Regions from separate parts of the Mus musculus genome. Here regions 2 and 3 are each linked to region 1. A link is a contact called in public promoter capture Hi-C data. All regions are on one chromosome and are shown on one strand. Each heading gives the region's core, a stretch centred on a gene start, on an enhancer-like site or on the middle of the called end of the contact. The rest is flanking DNA. Distances are from core to core; before and after follow the strand shown.

Evidence for each region. Promoter capture Hi-C pulls out the DNA fragments that hold promoters and counts their contacts.
Region 2: a promoter capture Hi-C map of hippocampal neurons shows a contact between it and region 1, with 7 times the contacts expected there. The contact joins the promoter of S1pr1 here to the promoter of Rnpc3 in region 1. A contact is called at or near these places in 11 of 39 promoter capture datasets (the 3T3-L1 cell line, the C10 cell line, the HPC-7 cell line and 9 more), 1 of 484 Hi-C or Micro-C datasets (uterus), 6 of 115 datasets of contacts at active chromatin or transcription factors (astrocytes, bone marrow-derived dendritic cells, embryonic forebrain and 3 more) and 1 of 9 other capture datasets (embryonic stem cells).
Region 3: a promoter capture Hi-C map of pre-B cells shows a contact between it and region 1, with 4 times the contacts expected there. The contact joins the enhancer-like site here to the promoter of Rnpc3 in region 1. A contact is called at or near these places in 7 of 39 promoter capture datasets (the 3T3-L1 cell line, the C10 cell line, cranial neural crest and 4 more), 2 of 115 datasets of contacts at active chromatin or transcription factors (embryonic stem cells and stem cell-derived neural progenitor cells) and 1 of 9 other capture datasets (embryonic stem cells).

Annotation. Positions count from the first base shown.
Region 1 is chr3:113,628,292-113,632,577 of GRCm38.p6, reverse strand. Rnpc3 (RNA-binding region (RNP1, RRM) containing 3) reads left to right here and starts at 2,429. Exons shown (of 15, transcript NM_001038696.1): 1 at 2,429-2,715; 2 at 4,186-4,233. The coding sequence starts at 2,524. It also overlaps the pseudogene Gm17954.
Region 2 is chr3:115,712,799-115,717,084 of GRCm38.p6, reverse strand. It overlaps S1pr1 (sphingosine-1-phosphate receptor 1), which reads left to right and starts at 2,030. Exons shown (of 2, transcript NM_007901.5): 1 at 2,030-2,376; 2 at 3,971-4,286. The coding sequence starts at 4,142.
Region 3 is chr3:115,680,990-115,685,275 of GRCm38.p6, reverse strand. No RefSeq gene overlaps it. Among named protein-coding and RNA genes, the nearest start is that of S1pr1, 32 kb to the left of the region's middle. Within about 2 kb of position 2,460, at least 115 of the 459 cell types and tissues checked have an H3K27ac peak or open chromatin away from gene starts, as enhancers often do. A contact at or near this core is called in pre-B cells, where this site is marked.

The DNA of each region.
Region 1 (4,286 bases), core at 1,180-3,679:
TTAAACTCAGGTATATCTGCTTTCAAGATAAGCATTTTACGGACTGAACTATCTTCTCAGTCCTAGCAGATTGCTTAAAAAGCAAAGCAGAAATCAAAATGAGTATGTAAGCTAAGGAAGAGGGCAAGAAAGGGAACTAGATTAGATCATTATAAAACTGAGTACTTTTTGAAGGATGTTTTTGGGAAGGTAGCCCAACCAATGCAAACCCTCAGCTACAACACAGGAAACATATATATATATTCTCTTAGTTGAAAAGAACTTCTAGATAAAAAAGCACATGTACATTTTAGTTAGCTAAAAAATTAAGTTGGACATATGAGACTTGCCCCACCCTCCAGCCACAGCTTCCAGGTCTGCAGATCTGTGGTTTTGGATTTCTGTTCCACAGAATGAGGTTTACCAAAGTTGTCAAGAATAAAGCCTACTTTAGAGATACCAAGTGAGATTTAGAAGGCTACCAGAAGGTAAAAATGACTACCATGCTCATAAATGATTGCTGATAAATGGCAAAATTAAGCTGCTCAAATATAAGATAGTAGTTCATGCCACTACTCGATTGTATATACCTGTAAAAGGAGGATATGATAGGCTGCACAGCATATGTATATGAACTGTCAAAATACAGGTGAAAGTTGGCCTCACCAATTATGCTGTAGCCTAGTATACTGGCCTGCTGCTGGCCCACAGGCTTTGCAATAGGTTTGGAATGTACAAGATCTATGAAGGTCAGGTGGAGGTGACTAAAGATGAATACAATGTGGAAAGCATTGATAAGACTATCAATGCTTGGCACCTGCACTTGGTATTTGGATGCAGGTCTTGCCCAAATTACAGTGGTACCCTGAAGGGAGATGTGAATGGAGGCTTGTCTATCCCTCATAGACCTAAACAATTCCCTGGTTTTTATTTTGAAAGCAAGGATTTCAATGCAGATGTACATCAGAAGCACATCATGGGTCAAAATGTTGCAGAAGAAATATTGGGTTGCTCAGAAGAAGGGCACACTTCCTCACAGCTCAGAAATGAGCTGCTGAGAGCTAAAGCAAGTTTCTATTAAGCTTTTTTTTTTTTAAATAAAGACAATAAACTTATTGACCAAGGCACAAAAACTGATGCACTTTCTTAAGAGCTTATGATAGATATTTGCTCCCATAAATACTGTACTGGTGTGTGGAGGGGAGGCATATTGTTTTATAGCCTCACACTTGTGAACTAATAATTTGATGTGAAACGGAACTAGATTTCCTCTGAGTGCTCCCCACTTTTTCTTTTCTTTCTTCCTTTCCTTTGTGTCTTTACATAGCTCTGGTTGTCCTGGAACTCAGTGTCACCCACGCTGGCCTCAAAATCACTTGAGATGCATCTGTCTCTGCCTCTTGGGAACTTAGAATGAAAGGTGTGTGCCACCATGCCCGGTTTCTGCTATATTACTCATAGTGAAATCAAAGAGATTTTTAAACGTAAAATTTAACTATTCCTTCCACACACTCTTAAGTCTGTCGGCTTCTGTTCCCATGAGCAAGGTTCCTAACAAACCTCTAAGGTTCACAAGATCTGTCTCTAGTCACTCAATATTTTGGTAATTTATCTCCCCATGCAATGCTTCCTCAAAGCGGATCTTTGAAGTACTGTGTACTAACTGGCTCATATCCATCAAGCAAATTAGAAGTAAAAGACACCCTAGGACTACGGAGTGAGCATACACATCTTGATTAATCTGTAAGGGATATTACTTTAGACCACCAGGGCCGAATCTTAGTCACAACAGTGTAGACTCCAACTTGGGTGCAAGGGCTCAGATCTCACCTATTGGTTAGCAATGAGTCTTAATCTACGTCAGTACTCTCAGTCGTGAGGTGGTGAGAAGAGAACTTACATCCATGAATACGTACGCTAACACATTTTTAGGTATTTACTCATGGAAGAAGCCAATTTTGTTTAATAAACAAACCGTGGCGAGAACTTTCAGCCTGTATTTGCCGACTGATAACGGCGTGCTCTCTCGCCTGCACTGTTGAATCTGAGGCTGGAGACTTGTGTTTCACCAGTCCTAAATGCTAGGAACACACTTGACATTTCCCGAGCGTTCTCCATTCACCAGCCAGATTCACTTTCTGAAAAATCTGGATTAAGAGCCCAGGGAGCAACAGCCCTTGCACGGTTCCTTCAGTACTTGATCCCTGGGATTACAGTATTTTTCTTTTGCATGACTGACGTTCTTCGATGAGATTGCTGTCCTTCTAACAGTGGCGTCTCTTTCAGTCTTTATTTTATTACAACCTCTCATTAAACTTAAAGCACGACTCCTAGGCGCTCTCCCCCGCAACAGTCCCGAAAAGAGAAGAGCGACTCTCCCGGAGGCCATTCTCGCGAGGAGTTCTCCTCTCGCGGGATTTCCCTGCGTCCAGAATCCTTAGCGCGAAGCGGAAACTATCTTCCGCTCAGCCTCGGTGACTGCGGGAGTTCGGCCGGAAGCTTGCGCGGAGGTTCCGTCTCTGGCCGCTTCTGCAGGGAAGCTAGATGGCGGGGCCTGAGCCGCCGATGCCGCTGTCCCGAGGCGGCCCAGGCTCCGCTTCGCTTTCTCCGCCCCGGGGAGACCGCACCCTCCTCGTCAGGCACCTGCCGGCCGAGCTGACGGCTGAGGAGAAGGAGGACTTACTGAAGTACTTCGGGGCGCAGTCGGTGCGCGTCCTGTCAGATAAGGGGCGCCTGGTAAGCGTGCGCAGCGGGCGGGGCGGGGCGGGGCGGGGCGGGGCGGAGCCGGGCCGCTAGGACCGGGAGAAACAGGACTAGGCTCGCGGTCTGCGCCTGCGCAGCTTGCCTACCAGAGAGGCGAGCATGGAATTGAACCTTGAGCCAGTTAGATTAAGGCTGAGCCACGCAGGGACTGTGTAGAGGTTTCTACCGGCGAGCGCACCCGCCCGGTCGAATTCAAAACTAGCCTAGACTTGAAAATACTGTTTCTGTTAGATTCTCATAGTCGTATGCAAGGTTTTTGGTTTTGTATTTTTATTTTAAAAAATTGCTTTTAAATCCTGGGTTGTAGAGCAGGATATACATAATAGCAAAAATTTGAGTGTAATAGACTTAATAGATTAACAAAATGCAAATACAAATATCCCTTAATTCAATCTAAATACAGTAGGCTCTCCTTGAATCAGATTGGACAAATTCAGAGTTCTAATAAACAACTCAAACTTACCAGTAATATAATTTGTTCACCTTTTTCAGGATGGTATTCAAAATAGAATTCAAATGAGAAAATTAGACTTATTACTGAAATTATAGAAACAAAGCAAAAAGAGACAATGCACCTTGAGGGGTGATTTCACTGTTAGTAAATGATTTTAAATTTTATCTTGTATAGACTGAAAAGACTTTTGAGTGAGATGAAAAAGGGTATTCCATATGTATAAATTTTTCATTTTAATAATGAATCAAGCTTCTCCATGCATCACTTTTGTGTGGACATGAAACTCACAGTCTAGAAAGGCTATGCTGAGGGTTTTTTTTTTTTTTAAGGTTTTATTTATTTATTATATGTAAGTACAGTGTGGCTATCTTCAGATCTCATTATGGGTGGTTGTGAGCCAACTTGTGGTTGCTGGGATTTGAACTCAGGACCTCTGGAAGAGCAGTCAGTTCTCTCACCCGCTGAGCCATCTCACCAGCCCTAAATGTTTTAAGAGTGATCTTTTTTGGAAAGAGGAGATGCTTTAAGATTTATTATACTTTTAATTATGTTGTACATTTGTGTATATTTTGGGGGTTTGTAGGAGTACAGGTGGTTATGAAGTTGCTGAACATGGACATTGGGACATCTTCCCAATGATGCCCTTGGTAAGAGCCCTACTGACTTTTACCACTGTCCCATCTCTCTGGTCCCCAGGAGTAGAGAGTTTTTTTAAAAATTGTGGTCTGTTGAACTCTTTGCTATTATAAAATATATTGTGTTTGTCCTTATTCATTTATGTTGAGAGGCAAAGCTGAAGAGCGTGCAAGTCCAAGAAGTCTGACCCTAGAAGATTCGGAACCTCTAGACTGAAACTAGTGATCAGTTAAATAGTCTAAAATTTCCATCCTTTCCGATACTTTCATTAATATATTGCATGTTTTTAAAATGTTACTTTTTATTAGACTTTTGAAACACTGGAAATAATATGTGCCTTAATTTTATTTCAGAAACACACAGCATTTGCTACTTTCCCTAATGAAAAAGCAGCAATAAAGGTATGTCTTTTTCTTTATTGTTAAAGTTTTCAGAGATTTCTTATCCAATCTTA
Region 2 (4,286 bases), core at 781-3,280, 2.1 Mb before region 1:
ATTAAAGGCATTTGTCACTATGCGTAGCCTATCTTTTTCTTTTCACAGTATTGGGAACTGAATCCAAGGTATTGCACTTACTAAGAAAACAGTCTACCTCTGCAATATACCCAAGCCTTTGCTGTGTGTGTGTGAGAGAGATATACAGTCTCAAGTATCTCAAGGTGGTCTCCAATTCACTATATAGCTGAGGATAACCTTGAACTTCTGATCTTCCTGCCTCTACAAATTCCTAGATTACAGACATGCACCATTGTGCCTGGCTATTTGTGTATATCAATGATATGGATGCATAGCTAAGTGGAATAACCCAAGCTTGAGAGCTTCACTCTCCTCCCACAAAAGAACACACTGTATACATTAGTAATAGTTTTATGCACATGTAAAGACAAGTACAATCAGAAGTACAAATGTAAGGAGTCCAAGTGCAGAAGTCTCCTCTGTTCAGGAAAGGAATGTGAAGTTCTAAGCTGATTGACAGCATTTGAGCAGACAGGCAAGACAACTTAAATTTGGTGACCCATCTCTGCCACATACTACCTGGACAATCTACAGGTCTCTCAGGGCTGAGGGATTGCTCATGGGTAGAACGGCCCATGCTACTCCATTGCTTCATGGGACAGTGGCCATCACATCTTGGGACAACAAAGTGCACAGTTCCCCTTTAAAGACCTCATAAATTGTTAGTGGGAGAAGGGGAAGCTAACTCCTTGCCTCTGCAGCACTGCGATAGACAGAAGTTATCTCCTCTTTCAAATGAAACCAGTCTCAAACTCTGTCTTTTCTGGAGGAGACTGGACGGCTGTTATCTTGGTTTCCATATTGTTTTGCAAGATCTGTAGTTTGTGGGTAGGTAAGGTAGGAAACTGTCAATGAGTGCTTCTAGGCAAATATGAATTAACAGCTACTTTTTTTTTTTTTTTGCAAGCTCATAAAATCCCAGAAGGTAGGGGTCTGTTGTTTGTTTCTTCTGTCTCTCTTGAGTCATTCAGGTACAGGGTGTGTCTGTTAATTGAAACTGCACAGCAGAGGAAGTTTTGTGATCACATCTGCTCAGGGTGGGAAGGCAGTGAGAACAGGGGACTTGGGTGGAACCACTTTTTAACAGAAGGACAGACAGACAAGGCATAAAGGCCTCCATCTGCTACTCAGACAAATCTGACCAAGGCCTCTTCAGCCTCAATCTAGCATTATCTAACAGTAGAAAAATGTGGACAAGGTGCAATTCCTTAGATTTGGGGATCTCTTAGTTATCTCTACGTAGACAGGGAGAGAAGAGGGGTCCAGCTTTAGGCAGGGGGCTGTAGGCACTGGCCAGTGAAAGGACAGGCAACCTCTTTCCCCTGTGGACATTCCTGAACTGCTGCTGGATTGTTTAAATCTCTGAGGCCAGGGCAGCAGCCCACCTCCTCAAAGGCCTCTGAGCTTCCCAGAATCTGGGGCACACCGCCTGGCTTTGCGGTCAGCTGAGAGAGGGGAACCCCCGGTCCAACATCAAGCACAGCACTGGCCCACTTCACCGTGCACCCGGGGAAAGCCACTTTCTGCCCACCAGACCGCAAGTTTCAAGGCTTCACCAGGATCGGAGTGGAGGGGGTGGAGGAAGAGGAGGTGGAGGACAGAAGCTTTTCAGTACTTCGGGGCTGCTCTCCTCCGACCTTCTCAGGATCCCCTCTCTGCGGCGTGGCTGCGGCTCTCCGGGCAGTGGCTCGGGTTTCCCCTGACCGCGTGGAAGTGGCCCCCAGGGCACCGGACCACTCGGGCTACACGGATCCTCAGGGCTGTGGGGTCTGGGACCAGAAAGCTCCTCTACCAAGTGCAGGCTTGTCCTCTGTCCTCTAAGATTTTTAACGAAGAAAAGTTTTCCCAGGGATCCCCATGCCTAGTTTCAGAGTCCGTCCCGCGCTGGGGACTGCGGGAAGCTGTGTGAATTAGAATTTAGGAGCTGCCAGGCTCCGCCCCTTCTCTTCCCTTCTCTCTGCTGGTTGGGGCGGAGGGGCTCCTATTCATTTGGTTTTATTTTAGTCACTCTGCCCCAGATCTTTCTGGGAGGCTGCTTCTTAGCAGCCCAGACCCTGAGGGGCCCCCTGCCGCTGGCAGAGGGCGGAGGAGTTAAAAGCATTAACCCCTCCCAGTCCCTTCCTAGAGGAGCCACCCAGCCTCGGCGGGGCGCTCAGAGACTTCGTCTTGCAAAAGTGGTGCGGGCAGCGCAGGCAGGGCTGGCCATTGGAGTGCACCGCTGAGGAGGGAGGGGACCCCAGCTCAGGGAACTTTGCGAGTGAGCTGGTCGCCGTCAGTCGCCGACAGCAGCAAGATGCGGATCGCGCGGTGTAGACCCAGAGTCCTGCGGACGCAGCTTCGTCCGGCTTGAGCGAGGTAGGGGGTTGTGAGCCTCGCAGGCTCCGGCTATGGGGCGTCCAGGTGTCAAGAACGAACCTTTAAACACAAACGAAACAAACAAAAACTTTGAGAAAAAACAAAGCAAAACGAACCCGGGCATCACCAAGATGCTATGGAGTCCTTCTTGACTGACTTCTTCTTGGGGCACGGAGTTTATGAAGTTAGAAAAAAAAAAAGATTAATTTCCAAATTATAGAAACGACTGGGGGAGGGCATGCTAGAGAAGCTGTGATTCATTAGAACGGAGAAAAGGGAAGACGCTTATTATTATTATTTTTTTTTTTTTGAAATCCTGTAGACAAAATTATCAGGCACCACGCCAATAATTTCCATTGCCTGAGAATGGACTGTAGCGATAAGAGTGGAGAAATGTTGAGTTTCGTAAGCTTTTGTCACAGAAATGACTACAATGTCTCTAGGGTCCCCTCCCCCCTCATTTGTTATAGAGTTGATCAATTACTGTGCAGACTTTAGAGTACTTATTTAGTGCTGTGTGTCCAACTTAAGTAGTGCTGTGTGCCCTTTAGGGATTGCTAGTTCTGTTGAGAGGAGGCAATGTTGGGGGTGTGGGGAGCGGAGGAAGTTAAAAGTGCCCATGCAAACTTAGCAGTATGTGTTTCTGGAAATTAATGTACCTGAAGTTAAAACAAAGTGGCGTGCTTCGTTATCGCTAGCAGGGTGACTTTCGTGTGTGTGTGTGTGCAAGTAAGCGTTGGCTAAAGTTAAAACTTTCTTAAGCAATCAGTTCATGGAGAAACGTCTAGGATTTGCTGCAATCTCTTAGGAGGGGTTCTCCGTGAATACCTTTAAACGTAATAAATGAACTTGTGGGGCGGTTGGGTGAGGCGGAGGAGTAAAGACAGAAGTTTTAAAAAGAAGAATAGGCAGTTGCTTCACGGAGGCGCCAAGCTTTCCTGTTTACTTCAAGGCCTGGCGGCCCACACCACACCTCGCTTTACCCTCTGACCATCGGACCCTCAGCACACCTGCTCCTAGGGAGTTATTAATAGAGCCCAGAAAACGGCTTACTTGTCAAATGACCTCCTACAAAGCTACTTTTTTTTTGGCATGGTAATGAGAAGGTGGGCTGGTCTCTTCGAGGTGTGTGTGTGTGTGTGTGTGTGTGTGTGTGTTGGGGTATGCATGTCTGCCCTGCACCCAGAATGGGCAGTTGGTGCCTTCTGTGAGCAAGCAGTCGATTTTCGCTTGAAGGAATCTCAGGGCTGGACACTGAACGTGGCAATGCCAGTGGAAATGGCGTGGGCTCGAAAACTAGAATGGGTGGCTCTCATTTCCATCTTGGTGGATTTAGTGACCCAAGGGAAGGTTTTGTCTCCTCAGAGTCTGGGTAAATTGTTTTTTCTACCTCTCTTTCTAACTTCATTTCTCTTTTGTTTGTTTATTTTTGTTTTGTTAATAGAAATGACCATTTGAGTTAAAAAAAATCCTCCCTGTGTCCTGTATCCTTAAAACAAATCATCAACAAAGTTGGAGCAATGCCTTGGCTAGAATGAATTATGCTAGTGTGCTGGGCATTTTCCCTGATTCTTTTCTTTGTAACTTGTTTAAGGCTGCTGTTTCTCGGAGGCCTCTCCAGCCAAGGAAAAGCTCCATAAAAGAAAAAAGCATTGGATTGCTCGCTGACCTGGCTTTGCTGTAACTGAAGGCTCACTCAACCTCGCCCTCTAGCGTTTGCCTGGAGAAATACCACCCCAGGCTCCTGGGGACACAATTAGCAGCTATGGTGTCCACTAGCATCCCGGAGGTTAAAGCTCTCCGCAGCTCAGTCTCTGACTATGGGAACTATGATATCATAGTCCGGCATTACAACTACACAGGCAAGTTGAACATCGGGGCGGAGAAGGACCATGGCATTAAACTGACTT
Region 3 (4,286 bases), core at 1,211-3,710, 2.1 Mb before region 1:
AGAGCTCCTGGTATCAATCCGTTAGAGAAAGCTTATGGTCAAAGTTCCAGTTGCTGATGCAGTGGCAGGTTGTGAAGAGCCAGAGAGACCCTTCTTACAGACAACAGAAATTAGATTACACTGATACATAGTGCCAAACTCATGAAACATGCTGTTGACATACAAGGAGTCCTAGAAATGACCAAGGTCTCTAGGACATTTGAAGTTCAGTAGAAAGTAGTAGTGAGTGTTGCAAATGGCACAGAAAATTCTCCTAGTCAGGCAAGAGCAGGGTAACAGAAACTGGCAGACTCCATGTCTGATCCAGGTCACAGGCTACAAGTGAGGAGGAAGAGGAGAGAAGAAGACCTTACCAGAAACCTGGTTTTGATTCTAAAAAAAAAAAAAAAAGACAACTTTACATTTTTGTTCATAAAATATACAGGGTATATAGAGCCAGAGAGCTTGCTAAGTGGGTGAAGGCACTTAGCACACCTACCTGATGTTCTAAGTTCAACTCCCGGAACCCGTGGATGGGTAGAAGGAGAAAGAATTGAGTCCTACAAATTGTCCCTGGCCCTCCGCATGTGCACTCTTGCAGGAACTGGCATATATGCATTGCACACACATTAGAGTAATAAATAAACGTTTGAAAAATAAGGCGTATAGAACAAGCAGCTGCTGCATGTGGTGACATATGCCTGTAATCCCTGCACTCAGGAGCCAGAGACAGGAGGATCCAGGCATGTTTCAGGCCAGCCTGATCTCCTGTCTCAAACAAGAAGAGAAGCAAGCAGGTCAGGGATACAGCTCAGCCATTAGACGGCTTACCTGGTGTCTTAGTTAGGGTTTTACTGCTGTGAACAGACACCATGACCAAGGCAAGTCTTATAAAAAACAACATTTACTTGGGGCTGGCTTACAGGTTCAGAGGTTCAGTCCATTATCATCAAGGTGGGAGCATGGCAGTATCCAGGCAGGCATGTCGCAGGCAGAGCTGAGAGTTTTACATCTTCATCCAAAGGCTGCTAGTAGAAGACTGACTTTCCAGGCAACTAGGGTGAGGGTCTTAAGCCCACACCCACAGTGACACACCTATTCCAACCAGGACACACCTATTCGAACAAGGCCACACCTCCAAATGGTGCCACTCCCTGGTCCAAGAATATACAAACCATCACACCTGGTATCTACAAAATTCTGAATTCAATTCTTACCTCCACATAAGCTAGGCTTGGTTGTCAAACACCTAATTCTTAGCACTCTGGAGGTAGAGGCAATAAAAACCCAATTACTGCTACAATTTAAAATTAACAACTCGGGGCTAGAGAGATGGCTCAGTAGTTAAGAGAACTGACTGTTCTTCCAGTGGTCCTGAGTTCAAATCCCAGCAACCACATGGTGGCTCACAAGCATCTATAATGGGATTTGATGCACTTTTCTAGTGTGTGTCTGAAGATAACTACAGTGTAGTTACATATAATAAATAAATAAATAAATAAATCTAAAATTAACAACTCAATCTTTATTTTCAACACCAGAGCTCACATTATAAACGACATGCAATAAACTCTTTGCAAAAGTTGGCCATTTAAAAGTTAGGGTAGTTGTTACTGTATGTCTGTTTCTCTTAAGCCAGTTTCTTGTATTTCAGGCTAACCCCAAATAGCCTATGTAGTTGAGGATAGCCTTGAACTTCTGATCTCCCTGCTTTTACCTTGCTGGTTTATAAACTATTCGGAACTGGACTCAAGGCATAAAACAGGTCAGGCAAGTAGAATATCAACTGAGTCACATCCCTTTCTTTGAGACAGGTTCTTCCCATGTTGCCTAAGCTGGTCTGCAACTCATGATCTCCCTCCTTCGGCCTCTCAATTGCTGAGATTGTAACAGTGCACCACCATATCTGAATGCACATGTACATTATACAGACATGCACACAAACGTATTCATACTTTAAAGTATTACTTTAAGTTTTTAACGTTTTTTTTTGAGACAGCCTCCTACAGCTCAGCATGTACACTTACCTCCTCTTTAAATGCAGTGAAATTCCCTTTAGCTAGTAATGAAATTATAAAGACAGCAGAGGCTAATGGGGAAAGAAGTGTAGCAGAGAGCAGAGGTACATGTATAAGAACTAAAGAAATGAAGGCTTATTTTGAGCCCAGAAAGGAGAGATGAGCCTCTCCCTTCCTTGCTACCTGACCCCACCCTCTTCCCCTTTTCCTCCCTCCCCCCCTGCCCTTCCCCACCCTTGCTGACTCTCCAGATGTGCCTCCACTGAAGGGAGACAGGATTTCCTGATTATAATGAGGAAACACAGCTGATCACGCACACCAGTGCGCTCAGATCGAGATCTGACCCCCTTTGACCTTTTGCCCCATCCCCTGTTTACCAGTTTGAAGGCTGACACACGTGACTGTCAATGGAAGAAAAAGACAGCGAGGAGCCACAACAACTGTGCCAAGCGGTGGTTGTCAGCTTGGCAGAGCCCCACCTTGTCTCTTCCTGTGTATGAGACGAGATGAGAACCGGGTTGGTGCCCTGATGGTTTGGGGTGGAAATAGATCTGCAATGCTACAAACAGCCGCTTACTAAACTCTAGGCACCACTTCTCTTCTAAACTCTTCTAAACTCTAGGCACCACTTCTCTTCTGAAGTGGGACCTTTTTTGGCCCTCAGTCTGGCCTCAAACTCTTAGGCTCACATGAGAGTCGCAGGCTCTCAACTAACTGAGACTACAAGCATGCACCCCCTGGCACCCTACTTCCTCTTTTCCCTACTGTCTGCATTTTCTTCTTAGTAATCACATTCATATCCATGCTTTGAATTACCATCTATGAGCTGAATGCTCCTGGTGGTGACCCCGCATATCACCCAGACGTTCTTTTCAGTATGAGGTGTGCATCTCCCAACTGCTGGAGGGGTTCATCATTCGCAGCTTACAGCGACTCTTCCTTTCTTCCCTCTCTTTTCTTCTTTTCCTTCCTTTCCTTTCCTTTCCTTTCCTTTCCTTTCCTTTCCTTTCCTTTCCTTTCCTTTCCTTTCCTTTCCTTTCCTTTCCTTTCCTTTCCTTTCCTTCCTCTCCTTCCTGCTTCTTCTTTCCTTCTTTTCCTACCCTCTCTTTCGCCTCTTCTCTTCCCTTTTCCTCCCTATCTCCCTCTCCCACTTCATTTCTTTTCTCTTTTCCCATTTCGTTAGCTTGCTTTTTTTGTTGTTTGTTTGTTTTTGTTTTGTTTTATTTTGTTTCTAGTACTGAGAATGGAACCTAGGGCCTCTCACATGCTAGGCAAACACTCTGACACTGAGTGACATCCCCAGCTTTTGTTTTCTGAAAGACAGGTCATCACTAGGTAGCCAAGATCAACCTCAAACTCGCAATGCTTCCACCTCAGCCTGAGAGCTGGGATATTGGGAAGGTACCATCAACCCCAGCCCATTCTCCTCCTATATCACATTTCTTCACCAAGAGCAGCCTGCATCTAATGCTGGTAGAAAGAAGACTCAGGATTTGATAGTTCAGGACAATTCTGAGAGGCCATGCTGGTGCCAAAGATCCATGTAGGACTGGCTGGCATCTCTGTGATACCACCACCATAATCCACCTTCTCCCTCTGCCCAGTCTTGCTTCTTTCTCCCTTCTAGACATTTTCTCCAGGGACATTACAGTGCTTGACACAGTAACAACATCCAGATACCACTTCAGGAACAAAGAACTAATGATCATGGCTTCCAGGATCCTGGGTTAGTGTACTCAGACAGCCCTTTCAGGGATGCTTACATTCAATGACTAGCCAAATGAGACCCATAGGCTCCATTTTTTTTTGGTCTCAGCTTGAGATGGCAACAAGGGAATTGTTTTAATGTGTAAGCCCTGACCCTGAGGGCAGGAAATACCTTGACAGTTTAAGGAACATGTGGTTTGAGTTGATCCCCAGAGACCAAGTAACATGTGGCCTTCTGTTAGACTGGAGCTTTGTGGGACCTAGAAAACAAATACATATTTGGATAAATTCAAGCTCAGTGGGGGTTTACTAGATCCCTAAAAACACACCATGATTATTTCTCATGTCATTGAATATCTATCTATCTATCATTAATGCACGGAGAATCTCTCACATGGCATTGCTGACTTGTGGGGGAATGGAATGCTGTAATGGAGAAGGTCAGGCGATACCCCCAAGGTTCATCCTATAAATGTGGAAAATGAGAGACTAATGCTCCTGTTACAGACCAAGAAGATGCAGATGTGGGTCTTGAGGATTGAACTCAGGTCATCAAGCTTGGCAGCCAGGACTTTTAACAGT